Linked DNA regions of Sus scrofa: regions 2, 3 and 4 are each linked to region 1. Evidence: chromatin contacts called from public HiChIP or PLAC-seq and promoter capture Hi-C data. All regions are on one chromosome and are shown on one strand. The core of a region is the stretch at or near the end of the contact, and the rest is flanking DNA. Distances in the headings are between cores, read along the strand shown. Region 1 holds the start of LETM1 (leucine zipper and EF-hand containing transmembrane protein 1). Region 2 holds the start of UVSSA (UV-stimulated scaffold protein A). Region 3 holds the start of FAM193A (protein FAM193A). Region 4 holds the start of HAUS3 (HAUS augmin-like complex subunit 3).

Region 1 (4,219 bases), core at 1,208-3,707:
GGAGAGAAAAGAAAAAGGCAGAGAGTCCATGATTTTATTTTTTTATTTTTTGCTTTTTAGGGCCACACCTGCGGCATATGAAGTTCCCAGGCTAGGGGTCAAATCAGAGTTACAGCTGCTGGCCTACACCACAGCCACAGCAACTCGGGACACTTAACCCTGTGAACAAGGCCAGGGATCGAACCCACAACCTCATGGTTCCTAGTCGGACTCGATTCCGCTGTGCCACAACAGGAACTCCCAGATCCATGATTTTATTTTATTTTTATTTTTTTTGCCTTTTCTAGGGCCACTCCCTCGGCATATGGAGGTTCCCAGGCTAGGGGTCGAATTGGAGCTGTAGCTGCCGGCCTACACCACAGCCACAGCGACGCGGGATCCGAGCCGAGTCTGTGACCTACACCACAGCTCACGGCAACGCTGGATCCTTAACCCACTGAGCAAGGCCAGGGACCGAACCCACAACCTCATTGTTCCTCGTTGGATTCGTTAACCACTGCGTCCATGATTTTAAAACAAATTTGTGTACCATGGTGCTGCGACCTGGGACTACTGCCTGCAGGGATGCAGGGCAGGAAGGCATCAAAGATGTCACATCTCTACTTGTTTCTTTATATATTCATTTTCACAAACGTGCTACAAGCACATGTTCTTCAGATAATCAGGAAACCCAATAAACTTACTGTTGAAAAATGAGTTACTCTAACACCTTGCTCTGCCCAGGCTGCAGAGCATCAGAGATGGTGCCCAGAGGCCACAGACACAGCACCCCAACGCCCTGTTAAGACCCTATCTTTGGATTCCCTCTCCACTCCACCTGGCTGGACCAGGGGTGAGTTATCCCAAAGGCAGCTGATTAGCGTTGCCACCCCCCCCAACCGGCCGCGTGTCCTCGAAAGTCCTTCAAACAGACACTCACGCCCATTGGTTGGTCGTTGCCTTTGCCCCGCCCTGTTTCCGGCCAGCTAGGACCCTGCTTTGATTCTTGCCCCCTCTGGGGGGCCTCCCCTCTGCCCCTGGACAGCTTTGGGACAGAGCCCTAAGGAGCCCAGAGCCCAAATCAGTTACTTGTACTAACAGGAGGGTATTACTACACTTTGGGCTTTAAAAAGCCGGTGCTGTCCAACCCTGAGCACCTGTTGGCCCTGGTTCAGGCCTAGCCCTGGATGGGGACAGGGCAATGAGAACTCTCCTGCCTTACGCCCCCCTCTCTCCTGGCTTTACAGTTTGTTGGCAGTAGAAGCCTGGGTTTCAGGTATAGGCGAGCTTAGATTAACCCTGAATTTTAAGTCCATAGTGCTCACTGCCCAGTGTCAATACAGGCACTTCATGTTATCTTCAAAGTCACCTGCACCCTCTCCCCTCTGAGGCGGGAATTCTAGGCCCATCCCTGTCCAGCACCTGGCAGTTCCCGCTCAGAGAGGTTCAGGAAAACCACCGCAGGCAGGCTACTTCTTCCAGATGGTGAGGACTGGGTTTGGGGGGAACCTCCTGGGGAAGATTGCCATTCAACCAGTCCCTGAAGACTCAGGAGCCTGCTGGGATCAGGAGTCCACACTCCTGCACCCGAGAACAGATACGCACTGAGTGCGCACTGCAGAACCTCACCACACAGGGTCCTGGGTTTACACCAACGAGCAAGACAGACAGGCCGAGGAGGTGAGAAGGACTAACAAGACCTTCTGGGTGGAGGCCCCGAGAGGAGCACAGGCTGCGCGTGGGAAGCAGGGTGGAGCGTCCAGGGGAAGGGCTGAGGGGCAAGCTGGTGGCCGTGACCTGCTGGGGAGGCCGTGGTCCGCTGGGCCCCAGGAGCCGCCAAGTCCCACCCTGCCGGCTCTCCAAGCATCACTTCGTCGATGCCCCCGCGACAGTCTGACCGGACCTTAGGGAAGGAAAATGTGGGGCTCAAAGGTCACGGCTGCCTGGGCCCTCCCTTCCGGCGTGGTCAGCGGGTAGGACCCGCGGGCTCGGCGCAGCCCTGGCGGGCGCCGCCCTAAACCCAGGGCCCCAGGTGCAGCGAGCGACGGCCTGGGACGGGACCGACACCGACCTAGGGCTCGGCCAGACATGCCCGGCTGCCGGCGCCCCCCAGCCCCTGGCTGGGTCCTTCCCCAAACGTCCCCGGGGCATCTGCCGCGCGCGGCTCGCCGCTGGAGCGCGCTGCGGGCTGACTCCCCCGCCGCCGCCGCAGGGAAGAGGGAAGGCGGGAGGGCCCACCACGCATGCGCCGCCGGCTCCCCACGCCTGTGCGGCCCGCACGCGGGGCCGGGCGGCGCGCCGCGGCCCAGAATGCAGCGCGCTGGGGGGGGCAGTCGCCGCGGGGCACGCCGGGACGGGCAGTCCGCGGCGGCGCGGGCCCGCCCCTCACCGGGCCCGCCCCTCACCTGGCCGGCGCCGGGCGCTCGAGGGGCCCAATGGGAGCGGCGGCCCGGCCGCCCCGCCCCGCGCCACCGGATGTCGGCGCCGGGACATGGCCGCTGCCGGTGCCGGGTCCTTGAGCTGAGCGCCCGCCGCCCGCAGCCAACCGCCGCCCTCAACCGTCTGCGGGCCGGCCGAGGCGCTACCGGCCGGCGAGGAGCCGCGGCCGCCGCGGAAGAGGAGCAGCAGCCGCAGGAGACCGGGCGGCCGCCGCGCCGGGCACATGGCGTCCATCTTACTGAGGAGCTGCCGCGGCCGGGGGCCTGCCCGCCTCCCGCCGAGGGGTAAGCGGCCGGCGCCCCGCGGACGGCTCGGGGCCGAGGCGGCGGGCTGGAGAGGGCCTCGGGTCCGCCTGCCCCGACCCGGGCGCCCCCGCGTCCGGGCGGCTGCGGGGGGGCGGGGCGCGGCGCTCGGACCCAGGCCGGACTTGGGGTCACGCCGGGAGCGGCCTTGCCCGCCGCCCCGCCCTGCTGGGCGTGAGCCGGGCGTGGCGAGCGCAGGGCGGTGGGTGCGGGCGCGCGGGGCGGCCTGTGACTCACTCGCGCCGTGACCTCAGTCGCCCAGCCGCTGGCCGCGGCGTCGGGAGCGGGGTCAGCAAAGTTTGGAAGAGAGGGTGCTGCCAGGCAGCCCTGGGACGGTGTCGGCGCTCCTCCGCGGTTGAGGCGGGTGGAACTGGGGGCCCGCTCGCGGAGACAGCCGCGCCCTCGGGCCGCGTTCCGGGCGATCAGGACCTGTGGGCTTGCAGGACGTCCCCGGGACCCGTATCTTTAGGGTGTTGTTGGGCGTCTGTGGAGGGTGGGTCCACAGCTGGGCAGTGCCTGGAGCCTCGGTGACCCTAGTTGTGACACGGAGATCACACTTAACTCGGGGCTCTTCGGGACCCACACGTAGCGTGCCCGCCCTAACCCTCACTCTCTGTGTCTCTTTTTAAGCTAACTTTTCTGAGTTTGTTCCTTATTTTTTGTCCTAGAAAATTGAGGTTCTGAAGTAAAACTGCATGTGTCATGGTGCTTTACTGTGTCTAAAGGCCCCGGGAGAAACTGTTATTGTCATTTTTAACAACAGTGGCTGATTGGCTGCTCAGATCTTCAGAGAGGCAAGAGTTCACTGTGTGAACAGTGTGGGTGCCCAGACCAGCCTGTGATCTTTCTGTCTGCTGCAGAGCCCTGTCTGTACCTCTTGCCTCATAATGGTGATGGGCCACACACATTTCTGTAGCCTGCTTATGGTTTAAAAATTAGCGGAGTGTGTTCCCTGATTGTATCATTCCAGGGATACAAGTGTTTCCTGTAGTTGGCACCGTGCTTCACGCAGACATTAAGAGGCTGAGAGGTAGTCTGACAGCTCATTTGCTGTGGGACCTGCAGGGCACCAGAGCCTGCAGGGCCCAGGGCTGGGCTGTGGGAGCCAGAGTCCAAACACATCCTCAGCAGTGACGCTCCTGCTTGTTGTGTGGGGGGGCAGCACATCTCCCCGGTTGCTGGCATCTTCAGTCACAGCGTGGGCCGTTGTTTTAATGAGTAAACCAGCAGTAACACGTTGTCCTTAACTAAGGTCCACAGTAAATTCAGATTTCCCTTATGGGGGGGGAGAAGTGCCTGCGGCAGGAGGACCTCCAGTGCTCCAGGCTGACACTGATCGCCAAGCTGAGGTGGTGTCTGTCAGCTTCCTCTGCTTTCAGCCCTTTGCAGGCTGTGTTCTCTGGGAATGGGCTGGCACTTAGGATGGGCTGACCAGATCCGCCAAGGACTGGGTATAAGAGTGGCGGGGCCCAGCCTCCCGCCTTAGTGGAACAAGGGAG
Region 2 (4,494 bases), core at 526-3,025, 350 kb after region 1:
CTTAAGCTCTCCTGTTTTGCAAATACAGAACAAGGATAACAGCAACCACCTCGGCTTATGTACCCGCATCTGGGAGGAAAAGAGAGGGGTGTATGTGTTCCAAAGACAGGTAGGTCCTCAAAACAAAGCAAATGAAACCAAGTGTTCTCTTGTGGCGCAGCCGATTAAGGACCTAGGGTTGTCACTACTGTGGCTCGGGTTCAATCCCTGGCCCAGGAACTTCCACATGCCAAACAGGCAGCCAGGAAAAACCAGACAGGTAGGTCCTGCTGAGCCGCAGAGCCCACTCTGACCTCCAGCCTCCTTCCCGTGGTACGGAAAGGCAGAACCCGCAGCCCCGCTGTGTCCTCCCCACCTCAGGACAGGACCACTGCCCCGGCTGGGGGCCGCAGGGCCCTGGGAGTGTTCCTTTGCCGCTTCTTCCCCAGCAGATGGGCATCCTGGGGACAGGCAGGGGAGGGCTGACCCCAGGGGGAGCTGGACAACCTCCCAGGGCTGTCAGGACTTGTGGAGCCAGCCCGTCACCGTGAAAGGCTGAACCTCAGACGTACTTGCAAATCTTCTTCAGCTCCTTCATCTTCCCAGGACTCAGCTGGGGTTCTCCCGACATCGTGAGCTCTTCCACCAACTTTGAGAGCTGCTGCTCCATGTGTAGAAATGCGGAGCACAGAGGTGCTAAGCAACTACCTGTAGGGGCACGCGGTACTTCAGGGCTCTTGACTTTATTAACGACTGTGTGCTGGGCTCTACTGCATGCTGGGCACTGGGACATGGGTGCAAGGCTGGGTCCTCACGGCCTGGCCTCTGCCAGATGAACCTCCTGGACCATCTCACAGGGGTTGCTGTGTTTCTGTGAAATACCACAATTCAAGGCGAGATGCCAGGCCGGGCCAAGGACTCTGGGGGAGTAATTAAGAAAAGGACAATAACTCTCACGCTGAGCGGGGCAGAGGCTGCAGTCAAGGCTCTGTCCCACCCATCCCGAGTTAAGGGAAGGAACGGAACTGTCTGCGTTACGTTTAAATCAGTTTTCCACACGACTGCCGCGGCGCCTCTTCCCTGCCAACTCTGCTATTCACCCGCAGGCCACAGGCAGCCTCCAGAGAGCAAAGCCAGTGGCTGCGACTTGACCACCGCGCGGGGCGCCGCCCAGAGACCGGTGTCCAGGAGGCCAAGGCGCCCGCGCAGCAGGTGCGCAGGCAGGAAGGGGCCGGGTCGCTCAACGCCCACGGGGGCACGGGTGGCCAGGACGCCTGGGGGGCCGTAGGGCTCAGCTTCATTGGGCGGAAGGAGGGACGGACGGGGCAGGTGTGCCCAGCCTCCCCCGGCGCGCTCGCCAACGGTAACGTGTAGGGTCACGACATGGGCTCAATACACCCGCGGCGGCCGAGGCCAGGGTCCCTCTCTCGAGCACACCCCCAGCACCGCGCGGCCCAAGGACCCGTCGGGCCGACCTGCGGGTGCGTGGGGAGCCCCGGCGGCGGGGAGGCGGGGCCGGGAGCAGCGTCCGGGGAGGGGTGCAGGAGGGGCGTCCCGCGAGAAGGCGCGCCCTCGGACCCCGCCCCGCCGCCCCTTCCCCCTGCCCCTTCCCCCCCCAGCGGCGCGGCGACCTCGGCACCTACCGCGCGACCAGGCCGCTCGCCTCGCCCCGCCCTTCCGGCGAAGGGCCCGCCCCCGTCACGTGCCCCCGATCGCTGCAGTGGTTGGCTCGCTCCGGCCCCGGCGGCGCGAGGGCGAAGGTCGGCGCGGCCAGGACCGCATCGACCGGGCGACGCCGCCGCCGCTGTCACGCTAGCCCGCCCCTTCCGGTGGGGGCCCCGCCCACGCCTGTCACATGACCCCGAGCGACGGCGGGCCCTGACCCGGGAGGCGCGGATGCCGGGTCGCGGCCGAAGTCTGCGCGGTGACGCAGGCGCGCTCCCGGCGGGGGCGGGGCCGCTGGGGAGAGCGACGCGCGAGAAAAAGGAGGCGGGCGGGCGCAGCAAGTCCTTAAAGGGGCCGCGTGCGCGGGCCAAGGGTGGGGCGGGCCTGAGGGGTGCGAACGCGGCCTCCTCCGCGCGACCGCTGGAAGGGTGGCGGTGCTCGGGTCAGCCCCCGCGACAGGGCGTCCGGACGGGCACCGCTCGGAGGGCCCGAATGGGGACAGGGTGGAGGCGGGTGCCCCCAGCCCTCCGCCGAGGGTTGCGACCCTGCTGTCGGCAAAGAGCGTCGGCTGCGCGGCTGTGTTTCCCAGGTCCGAGGGCCGCGCAGGGAGCGGTGTCCGGGGCACCCTTCCAGGCCTGTTTCCCGCCCGCCCGGTGGTCCCACGAAACGGAGGCGGGGGCTCCTCGGCTTGGGCATTTGCTCCTCACGCAGCCGGGGACCCCAAGTGCCAGGTGATGCCCCCGAGCCAGTGGACCGCCGTGGGCCAGCCGCCGGGACATGTGCACCAGGTGTTCTCCCGCCCGCCGCTTCCCGCCTCCCAGCCCCGGGCGCCCGGCCCTCTGTTGGGCTCTGCGCCGCAGCCCAGGGCCTCCACACCGGCCGCGCCCCCGCTCTTGTTTCTGCCTTCCCTTGGCAGGCCCGCTTGGCTCTCAGTGCCCACGGCACCAGCACAGACGGGCGCCAGGGAGCGAGCGAGTTGGGGGTTTTCAGGGCCGGGGAGGGGCAGAGTGGAGCGAAGGCACTGAAGACGGGCACCTCCCGGAAGGTGGACGTCGCGGCCATGGCACAGGCCTTCGTGCAGCGGTGGAGACAGCCCCGTGCCCCTCAGGTGACGGGGCAGAGTGGGCCTGCCTTCAGCCAAAACCGGCTGCAGCACTGGTGCGCTTCAACAGGGGTTCGCCTTCAAAACAGGACACTAGGTGAAAGGAGGCCGTCACAAAGGCCAGATGGAGGGTGAGGCCATTTAGACGGCAATGCTTGCAAAAGGCAAGTCCAAAGCAGACTTGTCACCCGTGTGGGCTGCTGTCGGGGTGAAGGGAAGCAGCTGCTGATGGCCGCAGAGGTTCTTTTTTGGGGTGACAAACATGATCTAGACTTTTTTTTAATGGTTTTTATTTTTTCCATTGTAGCAGGTTTACATGATCTAGACTTTTTTGGCCACTCCCCAGGCATGCTTAAATTCCCAGGCCGGGGATGGAACCTGCACCACAGCAGTGACAATGCTGAGTCTTCACCTGCTGGACCACCAGGGAGCTCCCGTGATCTGGAATTAGAAGTGGTTGCCCATCTCATCACCATACTAAACCTGGCGTTGTACACGTTGAAAGGGTGGCTCTGTGACAGTACATCTCCATGAGCGGCTAAGAAAGAGGAGAGGAGTTCCTGTCATGGTTCCGTGGTTAACGAATCCAACTAGGAACCATGAGGTTGTGGGTTCGACCCCTGGCCTCCCTCCGTGGGTTAAGGATCTGGCATTGCCATGAACTGTGGTGTAGGCCACAGACGCAGCTCGGATCTGGCGTGGCTATGGCTGTGGTGTAGGCTGGCAGCTGCAGCTCTGATTAGACCCCTAGCCTGGGAACCTCCATATACTGTGGGCGTGGCCTAAAAAGACAAAAAAAAAAAAAAAAGAAAGAAAGAGGAGAGGAAAAAAATAATTTTTTTCAAAAAGGAATTCCTGTTGTGGCTCAGTGGTAATGAACCTGACTAGTATCCATGAGGACACAGGTTCGATCCCTGGCCTTGCTCAGTGGGTTAAATATCCGGCTTTGCTGTGAGCTGTGGTGTAGGTCGGCAGCTGTAGCTCCGATTCGATCCCTAGTCTGGAAACCTCCATGTGCTGTGGGTACGGCCCTAAGAAGACAAAAAAAAAAGAAATGAAAGCAGATGTGAATAAGGGGATAGATAGTCCACATTCCTGGCCTGAATTGCGTCCCCAACCATCCCCAACTCGCTCAAACCCTGATCCTTGTGTGACTGTTTTGGAGGTATTTAAGGTTAAGTGAGGTCGTAAGAGTGGGGCCCCCATCCTGGAGAAATGGCACCCTTAGGAGAAGAAGAGCCCTGTGAGGACGTGGGGGAGGCTGCTGGCCCCAGAACCCCGGACGTCTGACCTCAGGCATCCTGCAGAAACACCGTCCTGTCAGCAGCCTGGCCTGTGCTGCTGTTAAGCAGCCTGAGCAGACTGGGCTGCGCTCAAACTGATCGAGAGGTTCAATGCTGTTCCATTTTAATCCCAGCGGCCTTTTTGGGGGAGGGTTGAGGGGGTAGATTTTCCATGCTGATTCTAAAATTTATGTGGCGATGCAAGGTTATTACAACAGCCAAGATGACTTTCCAACGTAGAAGATAAATAGACAAAAGGGACACTCCCTGGTTTCAAGATTTCCATGAAAGCTGCAGTGACCAAGATGCAGTGCGGTGTCGGCACCAGAAACGCACCCGGAGTCACAGGCAGGGGACCGCTTTTCCCACCAAAGGGGCCAGCGTTACTCCATGGGGAGAGATGACCCTCCAGTCAATTTGTGACTTGTTCCAGATCTAAACATAAAAGCTAAAACTAAATCTTCT
Region 3 (4,167 bases), core at 703-3,202, 460 kb before region 1:
AAGTCTTAATCTATTTTTTATCTTATAGTGGGTCATGGCCAAAAACTCCGCATTTGTTAAGTTTAACAGAAAAAGACAGTCCTGTCAAAAATAATACTAGGCATACGGTCATCTGAGTTTGAAAAGCATGATCAGAATAGCACTAGGAGTTCCTGTCATGGCACAGCGGAAACAAATCCGACTAGGAACCATAAGGTTGCAGGTTCAATCCCTGGCCTCGCTCAGTGGGTTGAGCATCTGGCATTGCCGGGAGCTGTGGTGTAGGTCGCAGACAAGGCTCAGATCTGGTGCTGCTGTGGCTGTGGTGTAGGCCAGCAGCTGTAGCTCTGATGTGACCCCTGGCCTGGGAATCTCCATATGCTGCAGGTGTGGCAAAAGAACAGCAACTAAAAGAGGAGTTCCCTGGGGGTCTGGTCTCTGCACCTTCACCACCTGTGGCCAGGGTCTGATCTCTGGTCTGGGAACTGAGATCCCATATCAAGCTGCTACACGGCCAAGCCAACAAATAAAAACTAACTAAAAGGTTATTTTAGCTAAATATCGCAAAATAAGTGAGAATTATCAAAGCCTGAAATAATGTTATGAAAGGCCAGTGAAAGAATTTTTATTGCACCACCACCCTGCTTTCATTAAATCAACAGAAGTAGGTGTATTTTACATCCAGGTACAGCCAAGATTGTCAACGTTTTTGTAAAAGACCTACTTAGGCAGACGTCCCACCCTCCCCTCTCCTCCCCTCCTGCAGTAAACACTGCCCTTAATTTACACTCCACTGATGCAAATCCACAAGCCTCATTCTGGATCCTCAGAACTCCACCTGTTTCGCTCTCTAGTATACTGAGGAACGGTAACCTCCGGAGACGGTGAGGTCAAGGGCTCTGACCCAGGATCCAAAACAAATCTGACATACAATCTAAGAAAGCTCCAACTGCAGAGAGCACTCAAAACACTAAAGCATACACACACCTTGCTGCAAGTTCATACAAGAGCATAGGCATCAGAGAGCTATGGCACATGCAACGACTTCCCATGCACTCTCCCTGCACACCACTCCAACACGGTATTTATAATCTCGCATAAAACAACTACTGTCTTGGAACTGGGCACACAAATAAACACTCCTGATGAGGCTTTTGTCTGTTGCCTCTTGTTACTGTTGCAAACGTCTTTACCTAACAGTTCCAACTAGACAACTCTGGAAATAAATCCATTCTCTTTTAGGACACAACTCAACGGGTAGAAATGACTGCCAACGGCATACCCACGACCCAGTACTGCGTCTTGGAAAGTGCTGGGACCAGGAGAGGAATAAAAGTGGCAGCAATCCACAACTGACAGAGGCAGTGTGTGCCAGCTGCCTTCAAAAGTAAAACAGAAAAAATTCCTATTCAAATGCCTTAAGTTCAAGCCCTACATAACAGGCCTGAGTGACCAGACCACCAATTACCTCTAAAAAACTTTTAAAAAGCAGAGGATGCAGAGCCGGGGCCACCACCTCCAGAAGACTGTCAGGTGTCTCTCCAATGACCACACTGGAGAAGAAAAAGAAAACTTCCAGGAGACACTTTCGCAAGGGCGTGGAGGAGGTGGGCCCCGCCAGGGAAGCCCCGCTCGTCACCTGACTCCCAGTTCTTCGGGAATCGCACCCGAGCAACCTCAAGGACGAGCTCCGCGCCGGGCGACGCGGCACCACCCCCGGGCCCGTGACAGCGCCGCGCAGGTGGGCAGGCGGCGCCGCGCTCCTGGAGATGCGGCACCTGGCGCGCGGCAGCCCAGCCCCAGGCTCGGCGCGCCTCCCACCGGGGCCCGCCGTGCCCGCGGGAGGCTGTCAGGGCGCGAGCGGACCGCGGCCCCCGCCCCGCGCCCGTTACCGCGCCCTCCGCCCGCCCCCGCTTACCTCGAAGTAGCCTCCGGGGGCGGCGCCGCCCGCGCCCGCGCCGAGGGGCCCGTTGGCCGCCGCCGCGCCGCCCGGGGCCGCCAGGCCCGGGGCCTGGGAGCCGCGCAGCGCCGCCGCCGGGCCGGCCTTGCCGCTGCCCGCGCCGCCGTTGCCCCCGCCCGAGCCGCCGCCGCCGCCGCCCCGCTTGTTCTTCCGGCGCTTGGCCCCGCGCTTAGCGTCGGCCGGGCTCATGGCGGGAGGGCGGCGGGCGGGGAGGGCGCGGAGCGGGCGCGGGGCCGCGGGCGGCGGCGGAGGGCGGGGAAGGCGGGGAGGCTGAGGCGGCGGCGGCGGGGCGCTCCGGCCGGCCGCGGGCGGGGGGCGCTGCGCGGGGTCGCCTCCGGGCGGGGAGGGCCGGGCGGGCGGGAGCTGCGGGGCGGCCGCTGGGCGGGAGCAACGGCGAGTCCACCGGGCCCGGCGCCGCCGCTGACCAGAGTTAGAGTCCAATATGGCGGACACAAGGGGAAAGGGATCCCAGTTTACGTCGGGGGAGGGGGAAGGAGCGGCGGGGAGGGGGAGGGGTGTGGGCGCCCTCCCCCCCCGCCTTACTCCGCCCTCCGAGCGCCGCTCCCCCTCTGCCGCGCCCTCCCCTCCCGCCGTTAACGTGCGCCGGAGCGCAAAGCACGCTGGGACCTGGAGTCCACGCGCCAGCGCCGCCGCTAGGGGTGCCCGGCGGAGGGACGACGATTCCCGTCAGGCCGCGCGCGGTCGAGCGCCCAGACGCTGCGAGGGGCTGCGGCGGGGGAGCTGGAGGCGGCGGTGGCGTCACCGCGCGGTCGAGCTGCAAGCTCCGCCCACTCCGCAGGTCCTTCTGGGACTTGTAGTTGGGCGGAGGGGCCTGGCCAGCACAGGGCTGCGTCGCCCTCAGTAGGCGAACTACAAGGCTGGTGGCGAGGAGTTCCGCCTCTTTGACAGGCTCCCAGACGCCCCCGCGCCCCGCGCCTCTGCCGCGGGGTCTGCAGGCCTGGCCGGCCTGGCTTTCGGGACGCGCCGGGCGGGTAGCCCCGGATCTGACCCTCCAAGAAAGGCCCGGTGACCTTGGCCCGGCTGTGGGTTCGAGTCCGCATTCCCAACTGACTGGCTATGTGACCTTGGGTCGGGCCCGTCGCCCGAGCCCAGGTGACTCAATGGGACGAGAATAACCCGCCTCCGTGGGTTGGGCGAGTTCCGGAGGGCGTCTGGAAAGCGCTGGACCCGGCGGCGGTCGGTCGGGGTCCGCTCTGGGCCAGGGAACGCCGCGAGCCGGCAGACCTGGCAGTTAGCTTAGAACCCCCGGCCTGGAGGCGCCCTTCCGAGCTCGCCCTCTCCCTGCGGCCCCGTGCAGTCGTCGCCTGGACTCTTGGGGCCCTGCTGCCCTGCAAAGCACCGGAGCAGTCCAGCCATTTCTCACGATCTTGAACTCATCCACCGCACAGGCCACGAACCCCGGCAGACCCTCCCGGGCCTTCCAGTGGGGCCTTTCCGCCTGGACCCTCCTTCCTGGGCCCCTTGCCCATCTTCAACAAGCCCCAGGTACAGTTCTGCCCTAGACGGACCACAGGGGTTCTTTGCCTGGATCCTGCGCTCTAGAGGCCCCCACCCATCACAAACACCGAAGCACGAGAGACTTGTCTTGCCCCCTTTGGTTCCATCACTGGTTCTGGAGCGATGATACAGAGGAGCAGAGGCCCTCCATTTGCACTCTTGCCTGGGCCCCTCCCCAAGGGTTTGGACTGACCCTGCTGTTGAAGGAAGGCTGAGAGGGTGAGCGGAGATGCTTGCCTTAGCACTCTAGTGGGGGCAATGGTTTGGGTTGCCCCCTCCCCACACGGGCTGGGTCAGACATTGCCCGCTCCCACAGCCCCTGTGCTGTTCGCTTATCAGAACACATTGCGCTGAATTGAGATTCTTAGTGTTCAGCAGCCCCCCAGAAAAGTCAAGTCTTAGGGGGCAGGGACTCGGGGAGGCATAGGAGTGTCTACCTCCTGCACCTCTGCATCGCAGCTCCTGCCAGGCAAGAGCTGGGCACACAGCAGTCCAATATTTGCTGGATGAATGAATGACGTAATAATGATCATTTGTCAAGCATTTACGCCCCAGCCCCTCTGCCTGCTGCTGTATCATCTCACCCACACAGCCATTCTCAGGATGTGCACCATCAGCCTTATGTTATGGATGCGAAACTCAAGTCCATAGATGGTGAGGGATTTGCTCAGTTACCCAGATAGTCAGAGGCAGGGCCCAGATTCCAACTC
Region 4 (4,211 bases), core at 71-2,570, 270 kb before region 1:
TTAGGCTTTAGTGTCTTGTTGAAGAGGCTTAGAAAAGTTAAACAAATGAAGAATAGGAAGATGAAGAATAGGAAGTACGTTCAAGATTAATGCATGACATCTGCCCCATAACTTTATCCTTTCCTTAAAAATAGTAAGGCGTTCCCTTGTGGCTCAGTGGGTTAAGAACCTGACTAGTATCCATGAGGATGGTGTTCAAACCCTGGCCTCGCTTAGTCAGTTAAGGATCCCACCTTGCGGTGAGCTGAAGCAGATCAGGCATTGCTGTGGCTGTGATGTAGGCTGGCAGCCGCAGCTCCCATTCAACCTCTAGCCTAGGAACTTCCATATGCCGCAGGTGCGGCCCTAAAGCCCTAAAAAACCAAAACAAAACACTAAGAAAAGTCATCCAGAGAGACTTCTGCCCTTCCAACATCACACCAGACCACACCAGACCCTGCCGTTATCTAATTAGCTACCTTAGGGTCATTTGATGCTGGGCGTGTGGGCACACGGACTGCAGAGAGGGCTAGGGCCCCAACCTTGCACATTTAGATGTTAATTTGTAGAAGACTGGGAAGTCAAAATGATTTTGGCCTGGTACAGATGCAAATGAATTCTGTCCAACACAAATGATAACCTCAAACGTCTGATTTCATTGGCCTGTAGGGCGGGCCGTCAACCAGATTTACCTCAAACTTGGCAATCTTATTTAAGAAGCACTGCTACTTTCACCGACTGCAGCATCTTCTGCTTGGAAAAAGTGATCCATCGTAAACAGAACGGCTCTGTTTATATGAGCTATAATTTCAACTTTTAAAAGTCAGATTTTGAAAATGAGATTGTCAGGTGAGAGTTCGGGAACGGAGTACTCTTGCAAAGTAGCATTCATCTTTCAAGACTGAAGCGAGTGGGTCTGCTCCGCGAGCTTGTCCACGCCTACTCCGGAGGGGAGGGCGGCCCAGGGGCCTGGGAGGACCGGAAGCAACGGCCACCCAGCCTGGGCTGCCCGGTCACGCGGCGGGCGGGGGGCAGGGCGTGCGCGCTCCCGACCCAGCGAGGGGGACCCTGAGAGCCCTCCACAGAGAGCGAGGACCCAGGGCGGGCTGCATGCAGGCGCACAGCCCCGCGAGACCCGACCGCTCCGCGAGGCTACCCCCAGACCCCTCCTCAACCCGACGCGCGTCCTGGTCCCGCCCCTGCGGCGGGAAGCCAATCAGCTCGCTTCCTGCTGGCAGGCGTCAGGACGGGGCCCGCCCCCCCAGGCCCCGCCTCTTCCGCCACTGCGCCTGCGCAGACCGCCTCCGGCGGCCCAGCCTCCCCTTCCGGCGCGCGCGCGCGCGGGCGGGAGCCGCGCTCCCGTGAGGCAGTGCGAGGCGCGGGGAGACTGGCAGTTGAAGCGAGCAGAGCCTCCTGAGGCGAGCGGCCCGGGCCTCGCGGTGCTCGCGAGCGGGCGGGGGGCTGTGGGAGCAGCGCCGGTCAGTGGTCTGCCTCTTCTGGGAGCCCCTGGGGACGTTTTTCAGGCGCGCGAGTGTGTGCCCGCGCGGTGTAGTCGCGGTCCTCAGGGCGAGCGGCCGCGTCCGGGGCGGAGTGAGGGGCGGAGGGCGCGGCGGGAGACTGGGGGCTCCGGGGCTGGCTGGGGGCGCCGGCAGGGGGGCCGGGGGCCCGGCGGGGCTCCCGGGGGGGGGCTCTAGCGGGCGGGGGACGCCGGGGCGGGGGGCGCGGCCTGGGGTCCGGCCTGGCCCCGAGGCGCTGCTGGGACGCCCCAGCCGGCCCGTCACCCGCTGGGGTTCGTGCAGTTTGTCTTCGAGGCCGACTCTGAGGTTTGAGGACGGTTGTTTTCTCGGCACGCGTGCAGGTCGTCGCTGAACCACACAGGGTCACAGAGGGCCGCAGAGGAGTCAGTGCGACCCTCGTCTGTACCTCATGTACCTCGTGTCCCGTCACTCAGTCCGACTCCGGGACTTTCCCCTTGTTGAAAGTAACATGCCTGGAATACCGTTACTTGATGACTGCTCGGTCCTTTGGTGCGTCTCAAGCCGGAGTGGTTCTTAAACCTGATTTTCTCTGCACCAGGTCGATTGTGTCTGGACTTGGGTTCTGTCTCGAAGGTGGATGCTGATTGAGTCATTGAGGTAAATATTTAGCTGACTCTCAAAAATCCTATGTTTATTTACATTTTCTCAAGAAGGACAGAGAAAAGAGGCTCCTTTGCTGCATGATGGCTTGGACATGTTTAGATTCGTTTATTTTAAATTAAAAACTGAACCCTTACACTATAAAATATAGCGGGGGTTTTTTTGTTTGTTTTTTAGGGCCACTCCAGCGGCATGTAGAAGGACGTTCCCAGGCTAAGGGTGGAATCACAGCTGCAGCTGCCGGCCTAGGCCACAGCCACACCAGGTCCAAGCCATGTCTGCGACCTACACCACAGCTCACAATGCTGGATCCTTAACCCGTTGAGTGAGGCCAGGGGACGAACCCGTATCTTCATGGCTACTAGTTGGGTTCTTAACCTGCTGAGCCCAAATGGGAAGTTTAATGTATTTTAAACCATGTTATCTTTGGAAAAAAATTATGGTTAATTAAGTTTTCCTTACTGTTGTAGTGTTCTAAGTAATATTCTCATTGTTTCTCTTTATCAGGTTTTTCTGCTACAACTATCTGTGGGATAGATGGTTCCCAAATACCTTGTGATATTTATCTGTATCATTCTTTTAAAGATATAGTTGCCTTATTTGGGTCTAATACTTGTTTTTTTTTCCCTCTAGGAGGAATTATTATAGATTCTAAAAATACTTTTCTCCCTTCCCTGTGGACTTAACATTAGTTTTGTATGTATTTGGATTTATTTTATGAATATCAATACCATAAAGCCTTATCACTTATAAAAGAAATTGGGTAGTTAAACCATGAGTTGTGGAAAAGAGTTTGTGGAAACATTAAAAAAAATAGATTACCCCAAAGCTGATATTCTTAATGGGGAAGATTTTGACTGGTTGTTTGAGACTGCTGAAAATGAATCATTTTTGAAGTGGTTTTGTGGGAATGTGAGTGAACAGAATGTGTTGTCTGAAGAGGAACTGGAAGCTTTTAACATTCTTCAAAAATCAGGCAAGCCCATCCTAGAAGGAGCAGCATTGGATGAAGTTCTTAAAACCTGTAAAGCTTCTGATTTGAAGACACCTACCCTGAATGACAAAGAGCTAGAGAAATTAGAGAATGAGGTTCAAACTCTGCAGAAATTAAAGAGCCTGAAAATTCAGCGACGTAACAAATGCCAGGTGATGGCTTCAGTAACTAGCCACAAATCCCTGAGGCTAAATGCTAAAGAAGAAGAAGCCAATAAAAAGCTGAAGCAGAGTCAAGGAATTCTAAATGCTATGAATACTAAGATCAGTAATGAACTTCATGCTCTTACTGATGGAGTTGCAAAATTAATGATGTTCTTCAGACATTCTAATTTGGGTCAAGGGACAAATCCACTGGTGTTTTTATCTCATTTTTCTTTGGAAAAATATTTAAGCCAAGAAGAGCAAAGCACAGCAGCATTAACCTTATATACCAAGAAACAGTTCTTTCAGGGTATCCATGAAGTGGTTGAAAGTTCAAATGAAGAAAATTTTCAACTTTTAGATATACAGGCACCATCTATTTGTGATAATCAAGAAGTTCTTGAGGAGAGACGGTTGGAGATGGCTAGGCTGCAGCTAGCATACATTTGTGCTCAACATCAGTTAATTCACTTGAAAGCAAGTAATGTGAGCATGAAGTCAAGTATAAAATGGGCAGAGGAAAATCTTCATAACCTCACTAGCAAGGTAAACATGAGCAATGATACTGGGTTTATATTGAAATTGTATAAACATACAATAGTAATGGAGTAATATTGGTAGTAAAGTACTTTAGGGGGGGATATAATAAATGACATTTTCTTATTTTTTTGTTCAGTGTTTAGTTGTGATGTATCATTGTTTCATATAGCTAGATCTTCATATTAGTGGAGAATAGAATGGTAATTATGGTTCCAACCACATTATCTGGCTAATTTTATTTTTTAATTTTTAAATTTTATTTTTAAATATATTTTTTGTTTTCATTTATTCTTTTTAGGGCCACACTTGCAGCATGTGGAAGCTCCCAGGCTAGGGGTCAAATCAGAGCTATAGCTGCTGGCCTACACCACAGCCACAACAACGCCAGATCCGAGCTGCATCTGTGACCTACACCAT

Evidence for each region. Promoter capture Hi-C pulls out the DNA fragments that hold promoters and counts their contacts. HiChIP or PLAC-seq counts read pairs in DNA pulled down with a chosen protein or histone mark.
Region 2: a contact with region 1 is called in a promoter capture Hi-C map of liver, with 4 times the contacts expected there. The contact joins the promoter of UVSSA here to the promoter of LETM1 in region 1. A contact is called at or near these places in 2 of 5 promoter capture datasets (fetal liver and liver), 1 of 47 Hi-C or Micro-C datasets (liver) and 1 of 2 datasets of contacts at active chromatin or transcription factors (alveolar macrophages).
Region 3: a contact with region 1 is called in a promoter capture Hi-C map of liver, with 4 times the contacts expected there. The contact joins the promoter of FAM193A here to the promoter of LETM1 in region 1. A contact is called at or near these places in 1 of 5 promoter capture datasets (liver) and 1 of 47 Hi-C or Micro-C datasets (liver).
Region 4: a contact with region 1 is called in an H3K27ac HiChIP or PLAC-seq map of alveolar macrophages. The contact joins the promoter of HAUS3 here to the promoter of LETM1 in region 1. A contact is called at or near these places in 1 of 5 promoter capture datasets (fetal skeletal muscle), 1 of 47 Hi-C or Micro-C datasets (heart right ventricle) and 1 of 2 datasets of contacts at active chromatin or transcription factors (alveolar macrophages).

What each region holds. Positions count from the first base shown.
Region 1 is chr8:924,731-928,949 of Sscrofa11.1, reverse strand. LETM1 (leucine zipper and EF-hand containing transmembrane protein 1) reads left to right here and starts at 2,457. Exons shown (of 14, transcript NM_001244948.1): 1 at 2,457-2,702. The coding sequence starts at 2,642.
Region 2 is chr8:570,582-575,075 of Sscrofa11.1, reverse strand. UVSSA (UV-stimulated scaffold protein A) reads right to left here and starts at 1,775. Exons shown (of 14, transcript XM_021100878.1): 1 at 1,623-1,775; 2 at 552-687. The coding sequence starts at 649.
Region 3 is chr8:1,386,227-1,390,393 of Sscrofa11.1, reverse strand. FAM193A (protein FAM193A) reads right to left here and starts at 1,952. Exons shown (of 22, transcript XM_021100934.1): 1 at 1,898-1,952. LOC102159054 (a long non-coding RNA gene) reads left to right here and starts at 2,613. Exons shown (of 3, transcript XR_304717.3): 1 at 2,613-3,676.
Region 4 is chr8:1,195,626-1,199,836 of Sscrofa11.1, reverse strand. It overlaps HAUS3 (HAUS augmin-like complex subunit 3), which reads left to right and starts at 1,320. Exons shown (of 6, transcript XM_021100924.1): 1 at 1,320-1,457; 2 at 2,056-2,114; 3 at 2,751-3,800. The coding sequence starts at 2,892. It overlaps POLN (DNA polymerase nu), which reads left to right and starts at 1,299. Exons shown (of 26, transcript XM_021100921.1): 1 at 1,299-1,397; 2 at 2,056-2,114.